Regions from separate parts of the Rattus norvegicus genome. Here region 1 is linked to region 2. A link is a contact called in public Hi-C data. All regions are on one chromosome and are shown on one strand. The core of a region is the stretch at or near the end of the contact, and the rest is flanking DNA. Distances in the headings are between cores, read along the strand shown.

Region 1 (6,771 bases), core at 2,072-4,571, 250 kb before region 2:
AGGTCAAAATTCAGTCTTTGGTAATAGAACTCACTCAGCCTATTATCTGCAAAATGAAAATACCAGAAAAGCTAAGCTCAGTTCTGCCCAAATAGAATTTCATGATTATGTCAATTCTCAACACATATTTGTTGATTTGATTTAAAAAATGTTTACAGGTCTACTTTTTTTCAGCACTGCCTGATGTCATAAAACACCATGTATTTTTCTTTGTTAACGAGTCAAATATTATTGGAAGGGAGAATAATAAATCTTATATTCTTTGGGGAGGTTGAAAATAAAGTCGACGGACATAGAATTAATGGCTGTGCCTGGAAAAAAATATTCAAGTATATCACCTGTCATATCAAAACCAAGTAATGGAGCAAGTCCAGCAGCTCACAGTAACTCTTGCTTGAGTTACTATGTGGTACCACAGTTGGAACCCAGAGCAAATATGAAGGTAAGGCCAGTGTGTAGATTTGGCTTGGTCACCTCAGATCAGCTCAGTCTCAATAAATGACAGTTGTCTGCCACGTGCACACGGTGTCAGACAAGTGCTCTGGTTCCAGCTGGGTTCCAGCATTAATTCCTGATAGCAGAGTCTCGCACTGAGGCCCGATCCCCGTCTGAAGGTTAGTTATAACCAAGCAATCAGTGGGTTAACGGAGAAGGGGGCTGCCTCAGCGCAGCAGTTCCTAAAACCTTTCCATGCTGAATCCTAAGAGCTACAGAAGAAGCAACAAATGACACAGACTTGGGCACTGTATACAACCTAGTCACCTGACTAGGACGCTGTGGCCACTGCTGATTGGCATGTGGGCCAGCGCCATGGTGCAGCTGGTACAAGGGAGTCCCCAGAAGCAACATAAAGGTGGAAGGAGGGAGCCAACTTACTAACTGCTCTGTTCTACATATAAAGTGCCACTTGCACACCTTTCCCTTTTCATTTCCAGACACCCCGATAATAAATACAATGAAAAATAGGCAAACTCGGAATGTATTCCTTTCCATTCTTCTGTGACAGTCAATATCCTGTCACCCCATAGTGAGATACAGCTACATCATTAGCCATGACGTCACCCTTCCTTCCCCTCAGATCTCCGTTCAGCATCCTCTGCCAATGATCCTTAACACACTCATGCTATGGCTAGAATTCACAGTTCCTAAATGGACAGAGCAGTTAGATGTGATGTCATCTTCAGACAACTCAGCTGGTGTTCCCTGTGGCAGCCTGGGACAGAGGCCACTAATCATGAGGAGAACAGCTGCACCTCAGCTGGTACTCCTGCTCTGTAACAGTGTCCAGCAAGCCAAACAGGAAGTGGAAGCTATGGGATTCTTGAGGATTGTGCAAGAAGACACAGGAGAGAGAGAGAGAGACTTGTACAGCGGATTGATGATAAACATGGTGACCTTATGCCTCTCTGCTATGAAGACAGGTGGCATCACAGACACTCAGGCCAGAGTCAGAGGACAAAGTATGGGCAGCTGGGTGGACAGCACTGTACTGGACACAGAGCAGAGACTTGAGTGCCCATGAGAAATGTTAGAGCATCATTTCTAAGCACGTGTTCAGCATCCCTGAAAGGCTCTTAGAACTCTGGACGATTGGGTCAGAAAACCGGTGGTTCTGTTATCAAGTACACTGTTCATTCCTTCCCAGACAGGAAGTGTATTTCTCATAGCCCTCACTCACTCTTTCCAAAGCTCTCCCACACATATCATCTCATCCAAGTCTCTTGCAAGACAAGATTTTTTTTTAAAAAAATCATTCATTTTCTACGTATAGGAACTGAGGACTTTAGGTTGTATGACTTGCCCAGTCAAAGTTAACAATGGAAGTGGTTTTAAGAGTGAATCCTTCAGTTCTAGCTTTAAAGTTCTTTCCCTTAGGCCATAAGTTTCCTCACCATCACTTACAAGTACATGCTTATAAAGCAAATAGGAAAATAACTTATGCATTTTCACCCAGACAGAAGGAATGCTTAGCTACTAACAAAAATGACGGCCACACAGCCTGGAGGATTTCTGCCTGCTTTGAACGGTCGAGGACATTAAATATGTTTAAAAAAACCCTTAGGAATGCTAAACTGTGTTTTTTTGGGATAGCTTCCTTCAGAGTTTCTCTCTTTTTTTTTTTTTTAAAGAAAAACATACTCAGACAGATGTGTCCAGTTAATGATCTGAAATCTCAAACCACAGTCAAAAAAAAAAAAATCTGGCAGTGAGTCCTAGGCCAGGACATATGTTCTTGTATATTTCTTCAAAACTCCCTGGGAAAGAAAAGAAAAGAAAAAAGAACACTTCACAGTGCAAGCCATATGTTTATAGCTATATTGGACTCTCGTTTCACATATGAGCTTGCATATGATATTCTAATTTTATAGAAATGCCAGCTTATCAAACACCAATATACTTGAGCTAAAACAGCAACCACTAAGAGAGTGAAGGATCGACACCCTGTAGACCGTGCCCAGATGTGTGGGTTGGCGTCTCCAAGCTAGTTAATTAATGTAGGCTTTGCTCATTCTGTGAGGGATTTCAGGCACCTCACAAAGACAGAGAATGGACATCCCGGAAGTTAAAAACAGAAGGAATGGAGAAGGAAAGAGGGTAGAGAGAGAAGCAAGAGTGCAATGTATAAGGTGCTTCGCAGAGTGTGAAGGGTCTGACGCACTGCTCACGAAGAACACACCGACGACAGAGCCCGCCTGCATTCTGCTGACGGGTACACCCTTACTTTCTAGATACGTCTTATGAGTCTGCCATGCAGAATTTTTCTAGCAGTAGAACCTCATCAAATCTATGTTTAAGAAACCCATTGTTCAGCTGAAGTAAACTATTCTTGGCTTGAGGTCCAGATGGGAGTTATTTATTTTATTTTATTTTTTTATTTTATTAAACACCGGGTCTTATGCTAGATGCATACGGTAATGAGTTTCACTGGGCTCTGCTTAGATGAAGCCTTCAGTGGCAACAGTGGCAATGTGCCAAGCGCAAGCCATTACAAACAGTTGTGCAGAGAACAGGTTGAGAGCTGAAGTTCAGCACAGATTTGAAGATCACACTTTGCAAACATTCCCTCAGATGTTTATTGAGTCATCTTCCGCTCCACATTTCTTCACTCGGTGAGTGGCGATACGCCTTCATGGTGCTCTAATTACAATAAGGAACTCGCCTCCACCATATGGAGGGCTGGCATTTCCAAAAGCACATTTCAACTCTGTTAATGACTGAAGAAGAGGTAGGCACTCGCAGGGTAGCGTGGTAACATCGGGTTGGTGTTACTGGATACTTTCCAGACAGAATCGTTAGATATCGAAGACTCTGCAGTGCCTTGCTGTGGAGTCTTACATCACGACTCATACTCTACTGCAAACGAAGGAGGCACAGCACCCAGACTCTACTGTAAAGTTGAGAGAGGTTGAGAAGAGCACATAATACAGCTAGCATTTATTACCTCCCTGGCCAGTTGGCTTTGGCAGCTGATGTGACTATGTCAACCATGCTCAGTGATTTCGGTCATTGGAAGCATTAGGGTCCAGGTAGTTCATTTAACATGTAGTGTAACGGACATACAGGGAATAGTTAGTAAAGAAGAGGAGACTAATAATCCTATTTCAAGAAATTGTGAGTCTACTTCTTTTCTGGCATAAGAGAATCTTTACTGCCCCCGCCCCCAATGCCCCCAATTCACCCTGAGATAAGGCTGGCCTCGAACTCCTGCTCCAACTGCCTCCATGGGTCAGGAGGGTGGTGCTAGGGACTGACCGGGGTTGTTGTGCGGCAGGTAACACTCTACTACAGTACATCTCTACTTCCCATCTTCTTTTCTGGTGCAATGGTGCAGTACTTTTACAGAATGCCCTCTGAAACTCATTAAGACTGAGCTGCTGCAGCGCTTGCCTAGCAAGCACAAGGCCCTGGGTTCGGTCCCCAGCTCCGAAAAAAAAAAAGAAAAGAAAAAAAAAAAAGAAAAGAAGACTGAGCTGCTGCTAGGTATCAGGCAGTGCATTTCATGCATGGTGGACTCAGGTTCTATGAACCGGGAGCATATGTATGTAAATTTTCATCCCGAAGAAGGCAGATGCCAGGAAGGCTCAAACCCAAGATTTTGGAAAACATTCTAGTTCATGTTCCTTGAAAAACCTCACGAGGAACCCAAGAACTTAACACATTTCAACATCTCAAGAAGGCCTCTGCCACTTGGGAAAATGGGCCATGAACTTTCACCTTCTTCTCAAAGTCCTCCAAGAATTTTGAGTTGATCAGCCAATGTGTGAAGGAGGTTGTTGTCAAACAGGAAGGAATAAGAGAAAAGGCAAGACAATTCCATTCTGTATGACATCATTGCCACGTGCAAACTGGATGTGGACAGCAGGAGGGAGGGGATGGAGGGGAGGGGGAGAAGGAGAGGGAGAGGGAGAGGGAAAGACTCCAGAATTGAAAACTACTATGGAGGAAAGGCCAGTTCTCTGGCCTGGACACTCAGAGATCTGTTCTACTGAGATGACTAGCAATGAACACAAAGACCGAGTCATCACAGCATTTCTGCAACAGTGGGGAGCTAGGAATGGTTCCGAATGTCCCAAAATAAAGGACCAGAAAAATGAATTGTGGCCATCCAGGAGTTGGAATGACTAGCACACAGATAAGAAAATAGTGCTTCAGGAAACCAACCAAAACAAATATTTAAAGACACATAAAATGTGTCCTGGAATTTATTTATCAATTAATCGTTGCCACCTAACTTCACTGTTTTGTTTTTTTTTAAGATTTGTTTACTTTTTGTATGTGAGTACACTGTCACTCTCTTCAGACACAGCAGAAGAGGGCATCGGATGCCATTACAGATGGTTGTGAGCCACCATGTGGTTGCTGGGAATTGAACTCAGGATCTCTGGAAGAGCAGTCAGTGCTCTTATCCTGAGCCATCTCTCCAGAGCCTTAACTTCATTTTTTTAAGTACCTTGAAGTTGATGTGGTAGTGTATGCCTATAATCCCAGCCCTTAGAAGGTAGAGACGGGAGAATTAGAGAGTTCAAGATCATCCTCCACTATGAAGGGAGTTGGAGGCCAGTCTTGGTTACACAAAACCCTGTCTTCAAAGCCCACAAACAAACACACAACTACTGGGGTTGTAGGGCTACAGTAGGTTTAAAAAATAATTATCTATTAAATATTTGAAAATTTCTATTTTTCAAAGTTTAAAAAAAATGTCATCACTAATAAGAACAGCTACAAGTAAAGAGAACCTCAGTTTGGCAGCTTCATACTCAGGAACTCCCTAGGAAGTCTATTCAGTGACCCCCTAAACCCTCACAAATGTGTATATCAGACTAAGACTTTCCCCAGAATGAGTGTCAGTGTATAAACATCACCAGACCAGACTGTTCTATCAACTCTGTAGGAGCTATGCTGGACATATATCATTTCTAAGCAAGGGCATGTTAAAAGTTTCGCTCATTTATATCTATTCTCAAAGATCTGCAAAATCTGCATAGGGTACCTTCACCCTTCATTTCTGCCTGTTTTTTTCCTTTAATTATCCAAACTGTCTGTCTATCTAAGTCCTCCTAATTTACAGCTCTTGCTGACAGCTGTGTGAATGCGACAGATCCAGCACACAGAACAGAACCACCCAGAAGCTGTTTCCCCAGGGATCAGGATAGCTAAAGAAAAGACACACGTGCTCCTGTACAGAGGGGCAGCAAAGACAGACAGAAGACCTCTACTGGAAGAGACGCTTCCCTAGGGCCAGTCGCAGCTTTTGCTGATCTCTAAACCCAAACTGGAAAGCCAGCCCTTACCTGTGTTCTGCATAGTGTTCCAAATATTATCAAGAAATCGTATTAATTATTGCCAATTTAGAAATAAAGTACTTACTGCAGTAGAAAAACTATACCTTGTGCACATGCCTCAGAAATCCTAGATATTTTGAAGCAATTCGGATGTATATGTCACAGGTAAGGAAGTTTGGAGTTTCTTTAAATGGCTGCAAGCAGACACCATGTTGTGGTCACTAAAGGGACTGCATTCATGAAAACTCATTTAACTGACTTCTCAGTGCCCTGCTGCCTGAACATTTCTCATATTCAAGCCATCAAATGCCTGCTTGCTTGTGGCAAGTGCTGAGGACCACTGGGGAGAGTGCCACAGTGTTGCTCTCTGTGCTCTTAATTTACACTAAAACCTTCATGAAAGAAGATTAATTTAGAGGCTTCCTTAGTACTGAAGACATCAATCAGTGTTAAACACCAGTTCTAAGTTATAACTTCCCTAAGCACTATAACACACAATGTCGCTTTTTGTCTTTTCAATCTGGTCAAATCTTTTGGACATAATAACGCACCACTTTCAGAAGCTGATGTTTATTTGTTGAAATTTTCTTTTAGGAGCACAGGTAAGGCTTATTGTCATAGGTTAAAACAAACACCACACACACACACACACACACAGAGAGAGAGAGAGAGAGAGAGAGAGAGAGAGAGAGAGAGAGAGAGAGAGAGAGAGAGAGAGACTTGCCCTGTACTAAGAACTAATTGTTCTTACCCCAGAAGTTACCCACATGACACAAGTCATAAGATTTTCAAATCTTTGCCTGCATCCCTAGAACCAGACTTCAGGGCCAGCTGGACTTTGTGGGACATTTCTTTGAGACCAAGACTGAAGTGACAAACAGGTACAATATTCTTTTATTTATGTGCTCTATGGAAATCTCTCATTTCTCCCGAGCAGGAGGGGAGGTACAATCTAAACCTACTAGGAAGCCAGATAAAGATCAAGGCC
Region 2 (6,834 bases), core at 204-2,703:
TTTATCATATTCACCCCTCCTCCAACTCCTCCTAGATTCCCTTCTCCCTCCTGCTCCCTCAAATATTCTTCGACTGGAGAGAGTGGTTTACCAAGGACTGTACTCTTAGAGAAACTGTCTCTCCCCGTGGCAAGAGACTGTCGAGTGTGTACCCCGCTCCCCTCGTCTATGTCTTAGCTTCAATATACTCAGAAGCCTAAAGATGGAAGGGATTGTAAATCCCCACCTAGCACAGAGCTTCGCTGGACAGTTGTGACTCCTGCCTCAAATATCTAGGCTTTGTGCATTCCGTGCTCGCCTATTTTTCATGAAATGGATCAGTTAAGCCCCAAGAATATCTGAATGACAGCCGATTTGTTCTTAGGCTTCATCTATTGTCGTAATTATATCTGGGCGAACTTTTGCTTCCTGTTTCTAGGTTTGTTATTGTAGGGTAATGATCTTCCTTACATCTGTAGATCGATTGTTGGAAGGAAATTTTCATAAGGTATTCTCCACTTTTCTTGTTATTATTACCTGGTGATTGCAGTCCTGGGCCCCAGGCGATAAATCATCAAATTATACCAATTGCTTTCTTTTTCTGAACCTTCCAATAACATTTTTTCTCTCTTATGTCTTTGAAATGCTTCCGTTCGCCATTTATCTTAGCCAACGGTCATGTCAAACCAATCCCCTGTTAGACACATTTTCACCAAAGTTGAAATGAGCCTGAATTGTGAAACTTATTGTGTGTATTTTGGAACTTACTGTGACATTCACAGTCTGCCTCCCAGTCCTGGGTCATATTTTTACTAACCAGAAGTATCTAGGTTTTCTTGGGAGTATCTAGCTTTTCTTAACAAAAGAGCTTGATTTAAAAAAAACAAAAAACAAAAAACAAAACGCAAATTATTAGTTTAAAAGTAAATGGATGTCAATTTCTCCTTTTTCTTCGTTTGAGTGATACTTTAAAATACAGATTTTTGAATCATGACCCGTTGTTTTGCTTTTATATGCATGCGGTGGGTGTAACATTGTCCGGGTCTGTATTGTATTATATATTGTATTATACTATACAAATAAACTCTCTACCTTGGAGCTGCAAATACACTTATCTTAATCTGGCATCCTGAGGAGACAATTGAAAAACAGTTTATTCTCTCTGTGGGAAGTTATATTTTATTTCATTGTTATGTAGTTTGCAGGAATCCGAGTTACAACGGGTTTCTTCCTTCAGTCTGTACCCGTGAGAATGCGGGGGTCCTGACAGTGGGCTTGTTTATTCCCAAAGAAAGGCCACGTTCTTTCTCTGCATGTATTGACGTGCTCAGATTTCTGTTTGCCTATGTCTCCCTCCAGGCCTTGGAAAGAGGAAAAATCTGTCAGCTTCCTCAGCAGGATAGAAAGGTCTGCAAAGTTTCCTCCCTGCAAGAGCTTCCAGTGCCTGCTGCTGGGCCTGTGGAGAGAACAGCTAAACTAGGCCAGACAGAGCACGCCTCCTCTCTTCCGCCCCTCCCTGTCCTCAGAATGCGGACTGGAGGAGGTGCCTTCCAGATCTTACATTCTTATTTGAATCTATTTTTGTTTTTCTTTCTTGATCCCTAGAGGAAACTGGGAGCCAGCACACAATGCTAGAGCGATATCAAACAGCTCAGCAGATGACCCCGAAAGGATGAATCATATGCCTGCTTCCCGCACAGGAGCCGGATTAGTCCTAGTGTGCTGCAGAAGGTTTTCCTTAGAAAGGTATGCTTCAGCGGACCCCTCTTTGTTGCTTTGTAACAAGTTTGTTTACTCATTCATTTCGTCACTCTAACAGCTTTGGAATTAAAATGAATATCACATTTCCACGGTCCGATGTATTTCTCACCCAGGAACTTAAGTCTAATTGTAAAAGGGTGAATTAAAACTTACAAATCTTTAAGCACAGTGTCGAATAAGCCTTACGTTAATTACTGCAAAATGAGTTTGCCTGTACCAAGCCAGTATACAGTGACACACAGTTTCAAACAGGATTCAAGTCTCTTCTCCCCACAACTTCTAATCTCCTCCTAGCCCCATCTTTAGGCTCCCCGGGGACGAAATCTTTGGGAAGAGCTGTATTAACTACAGGGATTTCCCCTTCTCTCCTGCCTGTGTTGAGTTTTCTTCTTGTCTAGTGCTGCCCTCTGGTGACCATTTGTTAATTTACATGCTATAATCCCCCCCCCCCCCCGCAGTTTAGCCTAAGGAAAATAAACAACCAATACAAAAACAAAACAAACCAATAGTTTGTTCGTATTCGTTTTCAGCTGTCAAATAAAAAATTCAGGCCAGAGCACATCCCATTCTGGAAGTTTCCTGTTTAGAAAAACCTGGCTTAGGTATAAAGACACATATCCCCATAAGCCATCTGAGTTTGTTTCCTGTTTGGGCTGAAAAGAAGATAGGAACTTAGCCCAAGAAGGGACATTTTTTCTCATGACATCTCTCCTTAATTTTAGAGAATGTTCTTTCTAAGTGCTCCAAATTCTAGTCTTACTGATAGACTCTTGGGCGTTCTTGCTTGCTCTCAGGCTGGAGTCTGGGCTGCTTATTGGAAGTGCTGACCAACACTATTCCTCTGAAGCCTGGCAGCAGCCCAGCAACGATTATAGGAAGATTCAGAGGAAGAGGAAGCCATTGAGTTCACCACATCTGAGAGCCACAGAACCTTCTGGTAATTGTCCATACTTCAAGATATGCTGACGTGCACAAGAGCCGGAAGTTAATGATTATCCTGGGAATGGACCAACATGGCCATGTCACACCTGAGAGTGTGACATGTGTGTACATGCATGTGCATGTGTGCGTGTGCACCTGCGAGTGCAGGCACGTGTGTGGTGATGGAGGGAGAAGGACAGTGACTACACTGACTTACTGTAGGTGTCAATGTTACATCGCAGGCATCATTTCTCCTCAGAGAATACTGTACGGGAGGCGGGGGATTGTTGCCCCTATTTAATGATGAAGAACCTCTGACCTAGAAGAACTGAACAGTTTCACAGGCTGATGGGTTAAAGTGAAGTCCACGTTGGCCTGATTCTAAGGCCCTACATCCTTTAAAAAACATAGATGACCAGCAAGCACGTGGTGTTAGAGGGTGTCGATGTTATCTGATGAGATTAATCCATGACTGGGTTTTGAACTTGCTGTGTTCCCAGCATCCTAGTTCTCCAATTGTAATTCAGGATGGAGGAGGGGTGGGAAGAGAGTGTGGGGAGGAGAGAAGGGTACTTGAACAACCTCTTATGAACTTTAGTGGGTAGGATCATTGCTCGATAGTTTGTTTTGGTCAATATTCTTTTGTGTGGAATTTATACGTAAGGTACGGAATTTTTCCAAAACACAAGAATGTTTTTTTTTCTTTTTTTTCTTTTTCTTTTTCTTTTTTTTATTAACTTGAGTATTTCTTATATACATTTCGAGTGTTATTCCCTTTCCCGGTTTCCGGGCAAACATCCCCCTCCCCCCTCCCCTTCCTTATGGGTGTTCCCCTCCCAACCCTCCACCCATTGCCGCCCTCCCCCCATAGTCTAGTTCACTGGGGGTTCAGTCTTAGCAGGACCCAGGGCTTCCCCTTCCACTGGTGCTCTTACTAGGATATGCATTGCTACCTATGAGGTCAGAGTCCAGGGTCAGTCCATGTATAGTCTTGAGGTAGTGGCTTAGTCCCTGGAACACAAGAATGTTTTAATTGAACCTATTCTTGGTCAGTGTGCGATAGAGATGCGTGAGGGCTAGACCCGTGCAGTTATGCCAACAGGGACATACTTGCATATTTTTTGTTATTTTCTTAAGACAGTTGTTGTGGTCTGTTCTGAGAAACTCAAAACCCTGTCAGGGGATGATGCCCCAACTGTGGGTTTCTCCTTCTGCAAAGAGAAGAAAGATGGGAGAAGCCTTATCTGTACTTATCAGTTGTTTTTCTTTGTAACTATGACAACAGCTATTGATTCTTCCTGAGTCTGTGTGACACATCCTATAGCTTTCTAATTGAAATATTTCATTCTTCAGAAATGAAGAACCAAAGGGCCATGCAGCTCTGAACACTATCGTTTCTCCCTCACAGGCAATACGATTTAAGGAGAGACCCTTTTACAAAGACTTCAAAGTCCTAGATTGGATTCGAAATCACACTTTCCTTAAATAGAGCTGCACTGAAATGTCTTTCAATCAAAGCAATACATTGTCTGAAAACATCTTGTGGAGTCTATGTTGGGGTGCTGCCACCTCAGTTCTCGTTTACATGCATGATTAAAAACTGCTATTGCAACAGGAGGCCTTGCATTACTTTTAATGCACAGCCAGAGGGAAAACTAAGGTTAACGGAAGTCTCAAACACACAGTCTTTTTTTTTTTTTTTTTTTTTGGATGAGTTTCCTTGCCTTTCTAGGTTCATTGTCTTGAAAACTTCTATTTTGGGGAAGGTGGTAAGATTACATCACTTCCTTTATTAAAAAATTAGTTTTTTTTGAGTTAGTCTGCAAGGGGCTGGAGAGAGGGCCCAGTGGTCCAAGAGGTCTTCTTGAACAATCACGAGGACTGGTTAGGATCTCCAGAGTCATGCATAGGCCTGCGACTGTGACCCCAGCTCAGAGAAGGTGTGATAGGGACAGCAGAGCGCTAGAGACTGCTGGCTTCCGGCCTAGGAAGAAAATGCAAGCCATAGAATAAGGAAGACACTCAGAGGAATAGCTATTCAGTGTTAGGTGAGGAAATTCGAGGCCTTCTTCCGGTTTCTATGCATGTGTGTAGGTATGTGCATGCAACACATAAACACATGTACATATAGATAAATAAAGCCACAAAATAATGGGCTTCATTGTGGCATTTCTGAACATGCCTTGTCTTTATTTATCTGCACCCCAACTCCTTTGTCTCATGGTTTTAGCTCCTTATTACTGGGCACTGCTGTCCTTGACCATGTCATGTGCACACACACAAGTGTTGGGGTCAGAGGGCACTTAAGGTTAAGTATCATCCCTCAGCTTCTGTCTACCTCTCCCTTAGAGGGTCTTACTGGCCTGGAACTCACTATGTAGGCCCTGGGGGTTGGCTAGCGATCACTATTGTTCTGCCTGCCTCTGCTTCAGCAGACCTGGGATTCCAAGCACTGCCAACACACTCAGCCTTGGAAACATGGGTTCTAGAAGAGCAGACTCAAGTTCTGACGTGTGTGTGAGAAGCACTTTCCTGGCCGAGCTTTCACACAAACCCTTATAAGTTTTTACCTGTTACCCTGATTGATTATCATGATTCTTTTGACAAGAAACAGAAGCAGAGGCAGACAGTAACTCACTAACTATAGATCTGGTTGGTGACAAACCATGACTTCATCCAAGTTCCAAATGTACCACCCAGAAGCTTCTTCCCATTCTGTCCCTCCACGATATTCCCAGCCCCTCCCCGACACCTGCCTCTACTCCCATGAAGTCTGACTCACCTGTTCGTGAGACCATGTCCTTTCGGAACCATCCTTCACACAGATGTCCAGCCTCAGTTCGGTCCCCATGGCTCCATGCTTGCTATCCACACATAAGTTTGCTGCCACATTTCGAATCTGTATCAAGAGTACATCAAGCACGGGGCCGTGTCACTATTCCTGACAATCCTGGGATCTATAAAGGTCTTCCTTGGTCTGTCTTTTTGATGACAGGACTAGAAACACACCTTGAGTTTAGTTGTAGTTTGTTGAGAAAAATGGGGGCATGAAATATAACATTGTACGTAAAAAAAGAACATGATAGAGTCAAAAGACAAAATTACAGCTGGTTGCAGCAAAATTAGTTATTGTTTGTGCACCGGAGGAAGTGCCCTGACCTCTGAACTGAGAACTCTTTCTTGTTCAGTTAGTGCTTAACATGGAATTTGTTATTCTACTGCAGGCACCTCCATCACTCCTCTCCCAGCATGGAGCGAGTCCCAGGCAGTTGCTCCACGTGAAGCCGTAAGGGTCCTTCAGTACTGGGCAGTTACAATGACCTCAGGTTCCAGTTTGGGTGCATTGGCTGTTGTCACACGTTAGCATTTCTCCTGACTGTTTACTTAAAATACGAATTAGCTGTACTGGCCAAAGATTGTGTTCATGTTATGGACAAGGACAGGGACAGGGACTTTGAAGTTTCTTTTTGCCTACAGGGTCTGCTAATCCTCTGCTTCTGTCATCCCCATAGCATGTTGTAGGGCTGGACATTAGATACTGTTTATGGTGTGTGTGTGTGTGTGTGTGTGTGTGTGTGTGTGTGTATGTGTGTGTGTGTGTGTATGTGTATTTGTGTGTGTGTGTGTAACACAAGCCCTGCTATCTTAGCCCTTCATATTTGCCTGTAGTAGTCCTGAATTATTATCTCTTACTATGTTTAAAAAAAAAAGAATAGAATGTACCCAGCTGACAGCTTTGGCTCCAAGTCTTTTGCCTGGTAGGAGTCGATAAGTAGGAAGAATACCCAATCAGTCCCGTTCAGACTGGGACCGGGTCACAAAACAGAGCAAAGGTTGTGAGGATCCTGGGAACTGTGAAGGGAAGGAGGGACGCTGGGATGGAGGTAATGTAGTGAGGGTGGGGGAGTGGGGGAGTGGAGAGGTTGGGGGGTAAGGGGATGGGATGTTGGGGAAGGGGGGTGGGGTAGTTCACATTTCCTGTTTGCTGGGAGTAGAGGTAGGTTGAACGTCCCACAGGAGACAGAACTGCCACTCATTCCCTTATTCAGAGACAGTGGCAAGAGTTCTAGCGACTGCATCGGGTCTTTTTCTCTTTTTCTTCATAAGAGTGAACTTGATTGCTCACCAAAGTAGGACTGACAGATCATCACTTAAAAAAAAAATCTTAGTTTC

What was found. A called contact is a pair of places that touch in the nucleus more often than the background predicts.
Region 1: a contact with region 2 is called in a Hi-C map of the A7r5 cell line, with 4 times the contacts expected there. The contact joins two enhancer-like sites. A contact is called at or near these places in 2 of 12 Hi-C or Micro-C datasets (the A7r5 cell line and kidney).

Annotation. Positions count from the first base shown.
Region 1 is chr16:37,671,976-37,678,746 of GRCr8, reverse strand. The region is part of intron 2 of Galnt7 (polypeptide N-acetylgalactosaminyltransferase 7); the gene reads right to left. Among named protein-coding and RNA genes, the nearest start is that of Hmgb2, 49 kb to the left of the region's middle. Within about 2 kb of position 3,321, at least 14 of the 93 cell types and tissues checked have an H3K27ac peak or open chromatin away from gene starts, as enhancers often do. A contact at or near this core is called in the A7r5 cell line, where this site is marked.
Region 2 is chr16:37,423,235-37,430,068 of GRCr8, reverse strand. Galntl6 (polypeptide N-acetylgalactosaminyltransferase-like 6) reads right to left here. Exons shown (of 12, transcript NM_001135756.1): 10 at 5,444-5,560. Among named protein-coding and RNA genes, the nearest start is that of Galnt7, 160 kb to the left of the region's middle. Within about 2 kb of position 1,453, at least 39 of the 93 cell types and tissues checked have an H3K27ac peak or open chromatin away from gene starts, as enhancers often do. A contact at or near this core is called in the A7r5 cell line, where this site is marked.